Linked DNA regions of Pelodiscus sinensis: region 2 is linked to region 1. The links are chromatin contacts, called in public Hi-C maps. All regions are on one chromosome and are shown on one strand. The core of a region is the stretch at or near the end of the contact, and the rest is flanking DNA. Distances in the headings are between cores, read along the strand shown. Region 1 holds the start of MCMBP (minichromosome maintenance complex binding protein). Region 2 holds the start of INPP5F (inositol polyphosphate-5-phosphatase F).

The links. Hi-C and Micro-C count contacts between places; a contact is called where the count stands out from the background.
Region 2: a contact with region 1 is called in a Hi-C map of blood, with 2.3 times the contacts expected there. The contact joins the promoter of INPP5F here to the promoter of MCMBP in region 1. A contact is called at or near these places in 3 of 5 Hi-C or Micro-C datasets (blood, liver and an unstated tissue).

What each region holds. Positions count from the first base shown.
Region 1 is chr8:58,398,768-58,404,442 of ASM4963464v1, forward strand. MCMBP (minichromosome maintenance complex binding protein) reads left to right here and starts at 2,055. Exons shown (of 16, transcript XM_075935358.1): 1 at 2,055-2,265; 2 at 4,299-4,384. The coding sequence starts at 2,208. SEC23IP (SEC23 interacting protein) reads right to left here and starts at 1,978. Exons shown (of 19, transcript XM_075935356.1): 1 at 1,749-1,978. The coding sequence starts at 1,899.
Region 2 is chr8:58,526,595-58,532,269 of ASM4963464v1, forward strand. INPP5F (inositol polyphosphate-5-phosphatase F) reads right to left here and starts at 3,419. Exons shown (of 20, transcript XM_075935359.1): 1 at 3,063-3,419. The coding sequence starts at 3,159. LOC142830445 (a long non-coding RNA gene) reads left to right here and starts at 5,083. Exons shown (of 3, transcript XR_012905685.1): 1 at 5,083-5,675.

The sequences.
Region 1 (5,675 bases), core at 805-3,304:
TGATAATTTTATACACTACTGAAGTTATTTGAATGCAAGTTTTAAAAAAAATCAAATAAATGATAACTTAATTGTACATATATTTGTCTGGGAATACTGCTAATAATATATGACTCTTGTGCAGTTAAGTTTTTGAGGAAATTAAGCTGCACATGCTGAGTGTGTTATTTTACTGGTGTTTAGCTTATTTCTCAACTGATTAAACTCACACTTGTGGAGAAAATGAAGATATGGGACAACTGCATGAGGACTATTTATTGCGCCAAGCTGGAACTTTTAAAGTAAAAACATTAGCTATTCTTGAGCATGAAAGTACCCAAATAATTTGTAATAGCTGAAACAAACACTATTATTTCTCAAGTAGGTAACTGAAAAAGGGGCAAAAATGTTTTTTCCCCCTCAGTTCCCTCCCAAAGCTACAGCAAAATTACACACACTTCATGGATGAGTCCATTTCAGCCCAAAGATAACTTTCCCCTACTGTTGTTTAAGAAATTGACAAAAGAGGTTTGAAATGAAAGCTAGCTCTGTTATACCAATTAGAAAAGCCCACTATAAGAAGGAGATTCAAGTCAAACTGCAACTCAGTTCACACCAATGAAAGTTTTCTTTGAGCCGGTATGAAATACAGTGATTGAAACCTACATTCTTGCTGCTCCTCAGGCAAAAGTAGGGGACACAGTTCCAGGAAGAGGGGAACGAATAGGACATACAGTTCTAAGAACTAACACCAGAGAGAAGCTTGAAGCACAAAAGGAGAAATGTTGTCTCCGCTCTGACCACATATGAACCAGTGAAATTTACCCTCAGTTCAAGATCATCCAGCAAGGCTTCCAGATTAGAATTGATGTAATCAGTGGGAGACCCCTTCAATCAAGCTACACACTTGGTATTTAATTTTTGCTCCTGGTACTAATCACAGCAAACGAAGTAAGCACATATCTCAAAGAAAAGTTCATCAAACGAAAGATCTAGAGGAAAAACTTATTTTTAGGTGGCAGCTTGTCCACAGAGGTTTTATTCATGGCACAGAAGTCACACCTGTGTGTCAGCACAGAATGCTGCAGATCATAACTGTTGAAACGGGGAAAGGCAACTGTACAAACACGCCACCAGGCAACAAATAAAGGGAGCTGAACGGTCACCTCCCCACTCTGAGTCTATCAAGCCCCATGCAACATTCCACCCCCCCCATACCATTTCTCCCACGAGGCCCCATTTTATAGACCCTTCCTTCCCACTACCCCAACACTGAGTCCCCTTCATCAGGGCCCCTCGTCTCTTCTCTGCTTCTTCTAGCACTGTGTCCCCCCCTACCAGGACTCCCATCTCATCCCCCTCCCCTATTAATCCCCGACACCGTTCCCTCACCACCCCAACGTGCACCAATGCCTCCCCCATCTCCTCCTTCTCCCCCCACCGCCTCAACACCATTTCTCCTACAAAGGCCCCATCTCATCCCTCTGCCCCTCAGACACACCCTACCCCATGTCCCCCACACCACGGCCTTTATCTCATGTCTCCCCCCCCCCAAGACACCCACGACACCATGCCCCCCATCACATCCCTCCCCCCCCCCCGACACCTCCCCAACACCGTGTCCCCCGCCCCAGGACCCTCATGCTCCCACCACCCCAGCTACCCCCTCAGCTCTTCCCCAACAATCCCTCATCACTCCCCTCCCCCCAATTCGCGCCCCCCCCCCAGTATCCCCGGCCAGCCGCCCCCAGGAGCTCAGCCCCGCATACCTGTGCCGAGGAGAGCGGGCCCCGGGGGCGCGGCGGGCGCCTGGCTGACCGGGATGAAGGGCACAGTGAAGTTGAACTCGGTAGCGGAGGAGGAGAAGAGCAGGTTGGTGCCGCCGACGGAACCGGCCCCGGGCCCTTTCGTGGCGGCCATAGCTGTGGCTCTTCCACGTCTCCTCCCCAGCCCTGAGGAGCAGCCAGCCCGGCCCCTTCCGCCCTCAGCGCTGCCCGGCTCCAAGATGGCGGCGGCGCAGCCCACCCGCCCCTTCACGCCGCAGCGTCAGGGTGAGAGGGGAGGGGCCGCGCCGGCCGCCGCGGGAGGGAGGCCGCCTCAGCCGGAAGTTCGGGACCCAGCTCGGGGAGCTCGCGGGAGGGCGGGCGCGTGGCGACGGTGGGGCGCAGGGCCCGATCTGCGGGAGCGGCAGGCTCGGCCAGTCCCGGCTCCCGCCCAACGCCCGCAAGATGCCGTGTGTGGCCGACTGGCTGAACAGCCCCCTCAGCATCGTGCAGGGCATCTTCGGTGAGCGCGGGGCTGTGGCTGGCGGGGAGCAGCCCTGTGGGAAGGCGGCGCGGGGCCGGGAGCTGGATAATGGGGCGCCCGGGGCGGGGAGGGGAGTCAGCGGGCGGGCGAGCGCCGGGCCCTGCGGGTGCCCATGGCCACGCTCGGGAGCGCGGCGGTGGGTGGCTGGGAGCCGGGGCTGAGGCAGAAGTGGCCGCGGTGGGGCGGTTGTGGCGGCTTGGCGGGGCTCGGTTGGCGCGTGGAAGGAGTCGAGTAACAGCCCGCGCAGGGCGGGGGGCCAAGCCCGCTGCTGCGTCGGGTGCTCCTGGGGCAGGACCGGAGCCTGGAAGCGATCCTTACCCCGCGGTGCGGAGCGCCGTGCTGGGGGCTGATTTGTGCCTTGAAATAGCCAGAAACAGAAGTTGGGGGGGCTACAAGTGCTGGACATGTGGGGGCGGGAGTTGCTGCCTGTAGCTAACCGGGCTGTCAGGCAGCCGAGACATAAATTTCTAAAAAGTCTCGAAACACCGCAAAATTATTCTCTCTCAAAATCTCTTAAATAATACTTTAGTGAAGACGTCTCCTTCCTGATGAGAGACCTGACAGGGCAAGACATGCACATTCGCTGGTGCCCAGGGTGTGAATACACAGTTACTTACAATAGTCTATTCCTTTTGCATTAGTAATTCCACTTTGCAACAATATCTCCTCTTTCCAAAAGTGTCAATTTTTCCCCTGAAAAATATGCGTTCAGAATGCAGTTTCTTCCTGTTTACAAGTCTTGAAAGATTATAGTGTTGGGGAAAGAAAGCATTGCAAGAGTAAGACAAGTCGTTCATGGGTGATGTTAAAAAGTGATGACTAAAGTTCCTGAATTTGAATCTGTTGAATCACTCTGCAAACTCTCCCATGAGCTCAAATAGAAAGAAGGTTGAAAGACTCCTTCACCATACAGAAAAATAGGACTCACTATGCAAAAAAACTTTGCTGAGGAAGCAACTCAGGAAGTCATTGAACACTAGCTTCAGGAGGTAGCCGAGTTAGTCTGTTAGAGAAAAAAACAACAAATGGTCTGGTAGCACTTTATAGACTAACAAAACATGTAGATGGTATCATGAGCTTTCGTGGGCACAACCCACTTCTTCAGATGACCACTAGGAGATTTTTAAAGTGTGTACCAAGATGAGGAGTGAAGGCAGCTAGATTCCCCTGTATCTGCAGCTAAAAAAAATAGAGGCAGCTGAGATGGATTAGAAAGGATGTAATTTCAAGGACTTCCTATTGAAACACAGGTACATCATGTATAATTTGGGCTCCTGTCTACATTGGACTGAAACTTAAGAAGCTATACTTTTAATTCTGTCCTTGCTAAGGAGGTATATGTAACAGTTTGGTGAGCTAGTATGGACAGAACCATAGCATGTTAGATGTTTCTAAAACATGTTTTTGTCTAGATTTATAAACATTGTAATGAATTCTAATACCAGCCCATTAGTATTTGAAACTGCTTTTAAAAAAAAAATTCAGCTCTGTTTGATGCCCAGCACTCTAATGACCTTAAACTTAAGTTATATCTCCCTTGTAGTGATGGGTATATTGTTCTCAACTACCAATAATACTATTGAAGAACATGCCAAAAAAAGTTCTTAATTTTAACCAAAACATAATGCATAGTTTCTTAATTACTGGAATAGGAGCTTGTGCAGAAATAACACTTACAAAAGGTTACATAATTCACGTGATAAAGAAAAGTAACACATAATCAGTCCCCGATATTCCTTGCAGTCTTCAGTGTTTTTTAAATCTCTGGCGTCTGAGCTTTCCCTCCCCCCCCCCCCCCCACCTATGCAGTGGATATATTTGCCTTTTATCTCTGTTAAGGTTCTTACAGAAAGATAAGAAAATACAAATGGTATCAAGGCTGTTATAATATGCATGTTGTGTAGGAGTAAAGTCCTCTTAAAATTCAGTTCACATCAGCAGATTGCCTATCAGGCTGAATAAAAGTTGAATGTACTGTACTATTGCCATTCTTAATGCAGTTTGTTTTCTAGCTCAAAATGGTCCAAGTCCTGACTGGGAGAAGAAAGTGACCGAATACTTTAGAGAGAAGCTAAAAGAAAATAATGCAGCTAACTGGGTAAAATTGGTTAAATTGTTTGGAGTTTTTTCCATTCTTCCAACTCCTGCCTTCTTGCTTCTCTGTTATAGCGGCAAGTTTCTTCTAAAGAAATCTGTGTGTGGAACTTGCTCGTACTTATCTGAAAGGGACACTGTTGAGATTCTAAGCCCAAAATTTGGTTTATCTTACAGATATTTAAATGTGAAAACCTAACTAAAGTAAAACATATAAGGGTCTGATCCAAAGTGTATTGAAATTAATGAAAGTGACTTCAGTGCACTTTGAATCAGTACCTAAACTGCTGAATGCCAACTAAATGTGCTCCATTAGATGGCAGTAGCTGACAAATATTATTCTCTATTGCGTTTGTATAGGCATAAAAACCTGCTCTGACTTGTAAATTGGAGATAGATTTTTGTACTGCAAATGTTTATGGTTGCCTGCAACATTAGTATCTCATCATGATCTATTATTGCAATACTTGACATTTCAACTGATTGGAGAGCTAGCTGTTATAACTACTGCCTTTCAGTTTGGTGGTGGAAGAAAACAATTCACACCTCCCACTAACTGCATGCACCCTCTAATGCTATCCTAATTCCTGTGCTGTATTTGGAAATCTGATTATAGGTTGAACCTTCTTTAGTCCATCACTCTTAGGATCTGACCAGTGCCAAACCAGAGAATTTGCTGGACCATGGAAGATCAATATTGTTGAGCAACATTATCAACACTTCCACTGCTTACTGGGTTCTTAGAACACATTTAGGGGGAAAGCAGAGCTAAAAAGCAGCACAGAACACTGAGAGCCAAGACTAGTGAGTATAAAAAAGGCATGGGATTGTAGTAAAACTTGGCCGCACCCATGATAAGTGGATATCTGGCTAAGTATAATCATGCCAGACCACGGATATTGCCGGACAAGAGTACGCCAGACTAGAGAGGTTGAACCTGTACTACATTCTCCTTATCTGCAAGTGTAAGGTGCAATATGATTTGAGTCTTCATAGTATGTTTCTATTATGAAAGATGACTAAAACTGACACTGAGTTCTATATTTATTGGCCTTTGGGAACTTTCAGGTCAGATCTGCCCATTCTAATGGTAGAAAAAGATATTTTTTTCCAGCTTGGAATCTGAAAATAGTTTACTGCCTTGTGCATCTACAGTTTCTGCAACTGGAAACTAGTGAACAATTTTGTTAATACACAAGCTGGAATAGAATTTCCTCTCTCTGTATATTAGTCCTGTAGAGTTAAAAATAGTAAAAGGATTGAAGGTAATAAAATATTACATATATACTTATTTT
Region 2 (5,675 bases), core at 2,169-4,668, 130 kb after region 1:
CTTTTTTTTTAAATTATCTTTGAATAGTATTAAGTGACACACAAATAAGTCGGTACAGGTTGAACCTCTCTCAACCGTAACTCCCTGGTCCGGCAACATCTGTGGTCCAGCAGAACCATGGATGTTGCTGGACCAAAGAGATCCGGTGGAGGAACAGAGGCAGAAGCCCTGCCTCGGGGGGCCAGGATCCCGGCCAGGCGGATCCAACGAGACCAGGGGCTGAGAGCCCTGTCACGGAGTCCGACTGAGCCTGTGGCAAGGCAGCCACAATGCCAGCAGGCTCCGGGGTAGGGCAGCAGTCTGCTGTGGTGTGGCCAGAAGCGCCAGCAGTGGGATCGCAGGGCTGGTGGAGCCAGAAGCCCTGGCAGTGGTGCCAGTGCCGCCCAGGTAAAGCTGGCTGGGTTGGGAGCCCAGCAGCAATCTGTTCCGGAGGGAGGGGCAGGAGTCCACGCAGTGGGACTGCGGGCTGGTGCAGCTGTTGCAGGGCTGGCAGGTCCAGGATCACTGGTGGCGGGGCAATGGTTTGCCACGGCAAAACTGTTAGCCCCAGCAGCAGTACCGTGGGCTGCCATGGTAGGGCAGCAGGGCTGGTCACACGTGGGAGAGCCCGATAGGAGGCTAGACAAGGAGCAGAGCTGGCCTGAGGGGCCAGTGGAAGGGGGACAGAAATGACCTCCCCTGGTCCAGCAAAATCCCTCCTTTGGGACCAGATGTCCAATCTGTACTTGCTTCAAAAACAGGTGAATTTGATGAGAACATCCACAAAAGTACACAACTGTCTTCTTAGCTCATGACTTTTCTCTTTAGGAGCTAAGTTCATTCAACAAGATACTAGAATAAAAAAAATGTACATCAATCAGGAGAAGGGAGAGGGAATTATTTACCCTACGTAAGAGAGAAAGTGCCAGATAATCAACCTGTATTACAATACTAAAGAATTGTTTATTTTGCATACTGTGTTAGTCACACAAGATGGCCTTCCTCACCTTCCTGACAGTTGAAGACGGAAAGCAATCATACACCAGTCTATTCCAACAGCACACAATTTTTTTTTTTTTTTTTTAAAGAACAGCTATTGGTCACACTTCCAGTTTATTTTACCAAAAAAAAAAAAAAAATCATAGGAGAACAAAGACTGCTTTTAAATTGATTTAGTCTAAGTGACATCTCAACAGATTCATGGATCTCAACTAGGGATGTAATAGCATAGTCGATTAACTGATAAGCAAAAGCTTATAGGTTAATGCTATAGATTACATGCATTTCCCCTCCCCCACCTCACCAATAAATATTTTAGCAGGCTGACCAGCATCCTGTCTCAGTTCTGGCTTGCGATGGGTCTGGGACCTACCCCGCTGCGGCTCTGCATTGAAACTGTTATTAGGAGCTAGGTTGGCAGGCAGCGGAGGCTCAGTTCCAGTTCTCACAGGATCCAGGAGCTCAGACACTTCCTTCCCGTCACAGAAGGGCTGCTGCCACCCCTAGATCAGAGGCAGCAGCCCAAAGTGACAGGCAGCTAGCCTGCAAAAAGAGCTGGTTTTAAACTGGTTCCCCTCACGACAGCTCCCTGACTGATAAGAGGCAGCGGCGCAAAGTGATGGGGCTCCTTGGGAATGGGGCCAGAGCACACTGGCTGCCAGCCCCGCCCATGGGGACTATTGAATAGCCAAGTAATGGATAAGAATTCATGAGGTTATTCGACTATTCAATTAACTGATATTTAACATCCCTAGTCTCAAATGTACGAGACTTTGCCCTGTAGATGATATACAACTCTAGTTCTCTAAAACCATTGTGGAGACTGCTACCTACTCTAATCAACAGCAAAACCTGACTCAAGACAGTTCCTGTCAGCAGCAGAAAGGACTGAGAAATTTACCACTGGAATGAGCTATATCCTTAATGTATAATCCTTTATCGGTACAGGAATAAAAAGATAGGTTTAGAAACAGTCAATGACCACCCAGCGATTTCAGCGTAAGTTACACCATCTAATGATCAGAAGACAAACCCCACACTTCTGGGCAATCAGCAAGGTCTACATGCCCCATATCCAAGACAGCCCTCCCCAATGAGTAAAGGACTGTGTCACCAGCTTCCCTAGTGGTGGCTGGATTCACACTGAGTGCTCCAGCAGCATAATGAGGAAAAGTGACTGTAAATATCAGGTTAAGTTTTGTTAAGGGGGGTTAGTGAGTAGCAAGCCACAACAACACTACTGTGGAAGTGAAAGAAAGAATAAAAACCTCACACTTATGCCTTCCTAGTACCAAAGCCAATGCTAGGCATAAACAGATTAAGGAATGTCTTAGGCCCCTGAGCAGGTCAAGGGGCCTCTCCAGTCACTTTTTAAATGTGTGTTCTGCTGGTCAGAATATTGCTGCTTAGGGCTACCAATGGGCTAGCACCACCTCTGTGTTTATTACTGCCACAAGGTTTTCAAGCATCTCAATCCCACCTTATAAACCCTCCAGCACTCAAAACTACCAGCAGCCTACCTGAATGGGGGTCTCCTGCCGTGCTCCATCACCCGCTCCATCACCCCCTCCCCCCCCATCAACCTGCCTGTCCCCAGGGGGTCAGCTATCCCTCGCAGTCATCACCATCACCTGGCGCGTGCCCAAGTGAGTCTGGCATCCTCAAGCATCCCTCCATCACCCCCACCCACCCCTGCAGCGGCTCCACCCACCTCCCCACCACCCTCACTCTCCACTCCGCCCCCATATTCTTGTCACCCCCATTCGTCCCCCTGCTCCCGCTTTGCCCATCGCCCCCCGCCTGCTGCCCCGGGGAGCTCGCCGCCGCCACACCCCCGCGAGCCCATCCTGCTCCTCCCCACGCTGCGACCCTCCCCCGGGGTCCGCCACATGCCCCAGCCTCATCTCACGCCCCAGCCTGCCCCCGCCGGAGCGGGTCTGCCCGTCGCGCCCTCCCCCTGGCCGCTCCCGCGGCGCGTCCGCCGGTCTCCTCAGGCGCGGAGCGCACCGCACCTCTGTCCCCCCCCCCCTCCGGCTGCGGGAGACGCGCCCCTCCACCCCGCCGGGCAACCGCGCCTGACTCACCGGGGCGCAGCTGCAGGCTGCCGTCCCTCCGGCTGCACCAGAGCGCCCGCTCCCCGCGCTGCAGGATGTAGTGATCCTTGGCTTGGAACAGCTCCATCCTCCGCGGCGCGGCGGCCGGGCTCCGGGCTCCGGCGCCCCGCGCGCCAGACAGCTGGGAGGGGGAGGGGGAGGGGGGCGGGGAAGAGCGCGCGCGCGCAAGCCCTGCCTCGCTGGGTCCCGGCTCCGCAGCCTGGCAGCCGCCGCGTTCCAGCCCGGCCGGGTTCCGGCGCCAGCCGCGGGGCACGTGATTCCCTCCGTCAGCCTCTCACCAGCCTCTTAAAGGGGCCGCGCGGGCTCACCCGGCTGCAGAGACGCCCCCCCCCCCGCCCTCACCGCTCTGTGCGCGCGGCCGGCCGTGCCCCTGCGCCGCCAGCCACGGCCCGGGCCAGCCCCTCCCCCGCCGAGCACCACAGGGCAGCGAGAGCGGGGCCCACCCTCGCAGCTGGGGAGGGGCGGGAGCCCAGCGCAAGCCTACGGGGGGTGGGGGCTGGCTGGACGGACGCCTCCCGCAGCGCGATTGCACGCGCGAAACGCGCCCGTGGCAGATTGTCTGGGCGTGCGGGAAAGCGCCCAGCGACAGCAGCCGCTTGCCCAACACGGAATCGGTGACCTTGAGCTAGAGGTGGAAGCAGGTAGACACAAGCCAGCCCAAACCCAGCCAGGAGCAGCTGTGCAATCAGACTGGATTGACGCAGGGAGGGAGGCTCGGTCTCCTCCAGTATCTGAAATGCGAAAGACTCAAGAGTGTAAGAAAATGTTAGTGGTCAGCAAAGACTTGTAATGAAAAAGCATTGACAAAAAAACCACCTTACAGTGACCTGAGAAATCAGAGACACAGCACAGGTGGCATTGTACTCTGCAGCAACCTGTTACTGAGTCGGGAACGGACTCTCAACAACACATGGGTGCAGAAGCTAAATTCCCCTAAAGGACTGAAGCAAATTTTGGCTTAGATCCACGAAAGTACTTAGGTGCCTAACTTCCATTTATGTCATTTATTAATTGATTTTGATGTGAGTTAGGTGCCTAAATACCTCTGAGGATCTGGGCTATTATGTCTGTTTTTGATAGGCAGAGGGTTATCTCTGTTTTTTATAGCTTGGCACCACTAACATAGAAGCAGCTTGAGTGCCAATAAAATATTGTTATGAGTTAGGTGAAACTTGGGGATGTGCGGAGTTAAAACCGCATTGAGCTTGATGGTGGGAATGCATCCCTCAATGAACAGAGCTGTAAGAATAAATTCATCACAACCGCCTATACAAGATAAAGAGATTAAGTAAACATGGCCAGGAGGTTTTGGGCTATGTGAGTTGTTTGTTTGTTTCCTCTGAGTTTTGTGAATAATATTTTGAGTTAGAAAAAGAAGGTAGAACAGATAATTAGCTAGACACACAGAAATAGCTTGAAAATTCCAAGTAAAAACCTGTAAGCAAGGTGTGACTCTCAGATAAAGCTAGAGAGAGGTTCTGGGTTGGAGCTGGCTGAAAAGAAGCTTGGGCCTATGCACTAAGAAATTACTCCTTTTACCTCAATTTCTCCTGCATTCAGAGAAAGAGCATTTTGTACATTTCTTGCTGTACAAAAATTAAAAGGAAAATAAGGGGGAAAACCAGATTCTATCATTTTCTTCTCCCAACTGGAAAATTTCCATATCCTGACTTTTGACTAGATACTGAAGTCAAAAATAGGTAATGCTAGTATTTGAATAGAGTGACTGTAAGCTGGCATTCCTGTTTAACCAAGCTGGAACTGTGAAAGTGAAAGACTGTAGCAGGTGAAAAAGTTTACCCCTTTAAGGGTTAGGCTGGAGCCTGCAACCTGCAGGCTAGCTATAATCAAGCAGAATGCTCTCCAGCTGAACAGGAAATAGAGTGGCAAGGAGGTCAGGTAGATTGCAGAAGGGTAAGATAGTTGTTAGATATCAGTGAACCTACTGAGTCAGAAACATGGGTGTGGACTATAAAATTGAGAGGTTGGTCTAAGATCTTGATGAACTGTTTGTTACAATGATTCCTGACTTGAAGTGTAATTGTAAAAGGGTTTATAGTATTGTGTGAATGTGCATTGGTGTCTCCTTGCTCTAGATGGTTAATGTGAATCTGTTGCTGTTCCATTCAATTGGGGGAAATTAGGGTGAAGGTACACCTGTATTATTACCCTGGGCTACTAGGAATGTGTGGTGACTGCATACATCTTTTAGGAACAAGTAATGAGATCTGCTTGTAGTTCCAAAAGGAACTAAAACAACATTTAGAGGTTTCCCAGAAAGCTCTAACAATTTAACTTGCAGCGAGAAGTCAAATCTCTGTTAGAGCAACAATTACGAAGTATTTGAATAGGTTGGGGAAACTCAACTGCAAAAATCTTGGTTGGAATAGTAAAGTGGATATATGAGGTGACCAACAATATGATTGCTGGAATATAGAAGTTAGTCCATGAAAGATTGAAGGCTAAACAAGTGTTAGTCAACTTAGAACTTGCCAAAAGAGAAACTGCAGCAAGGACTTTAGCTGCTGAAAAATGAACTTCACAAAAATTACAGGCTACAATGGAAAGCAACTACCTGAAAGA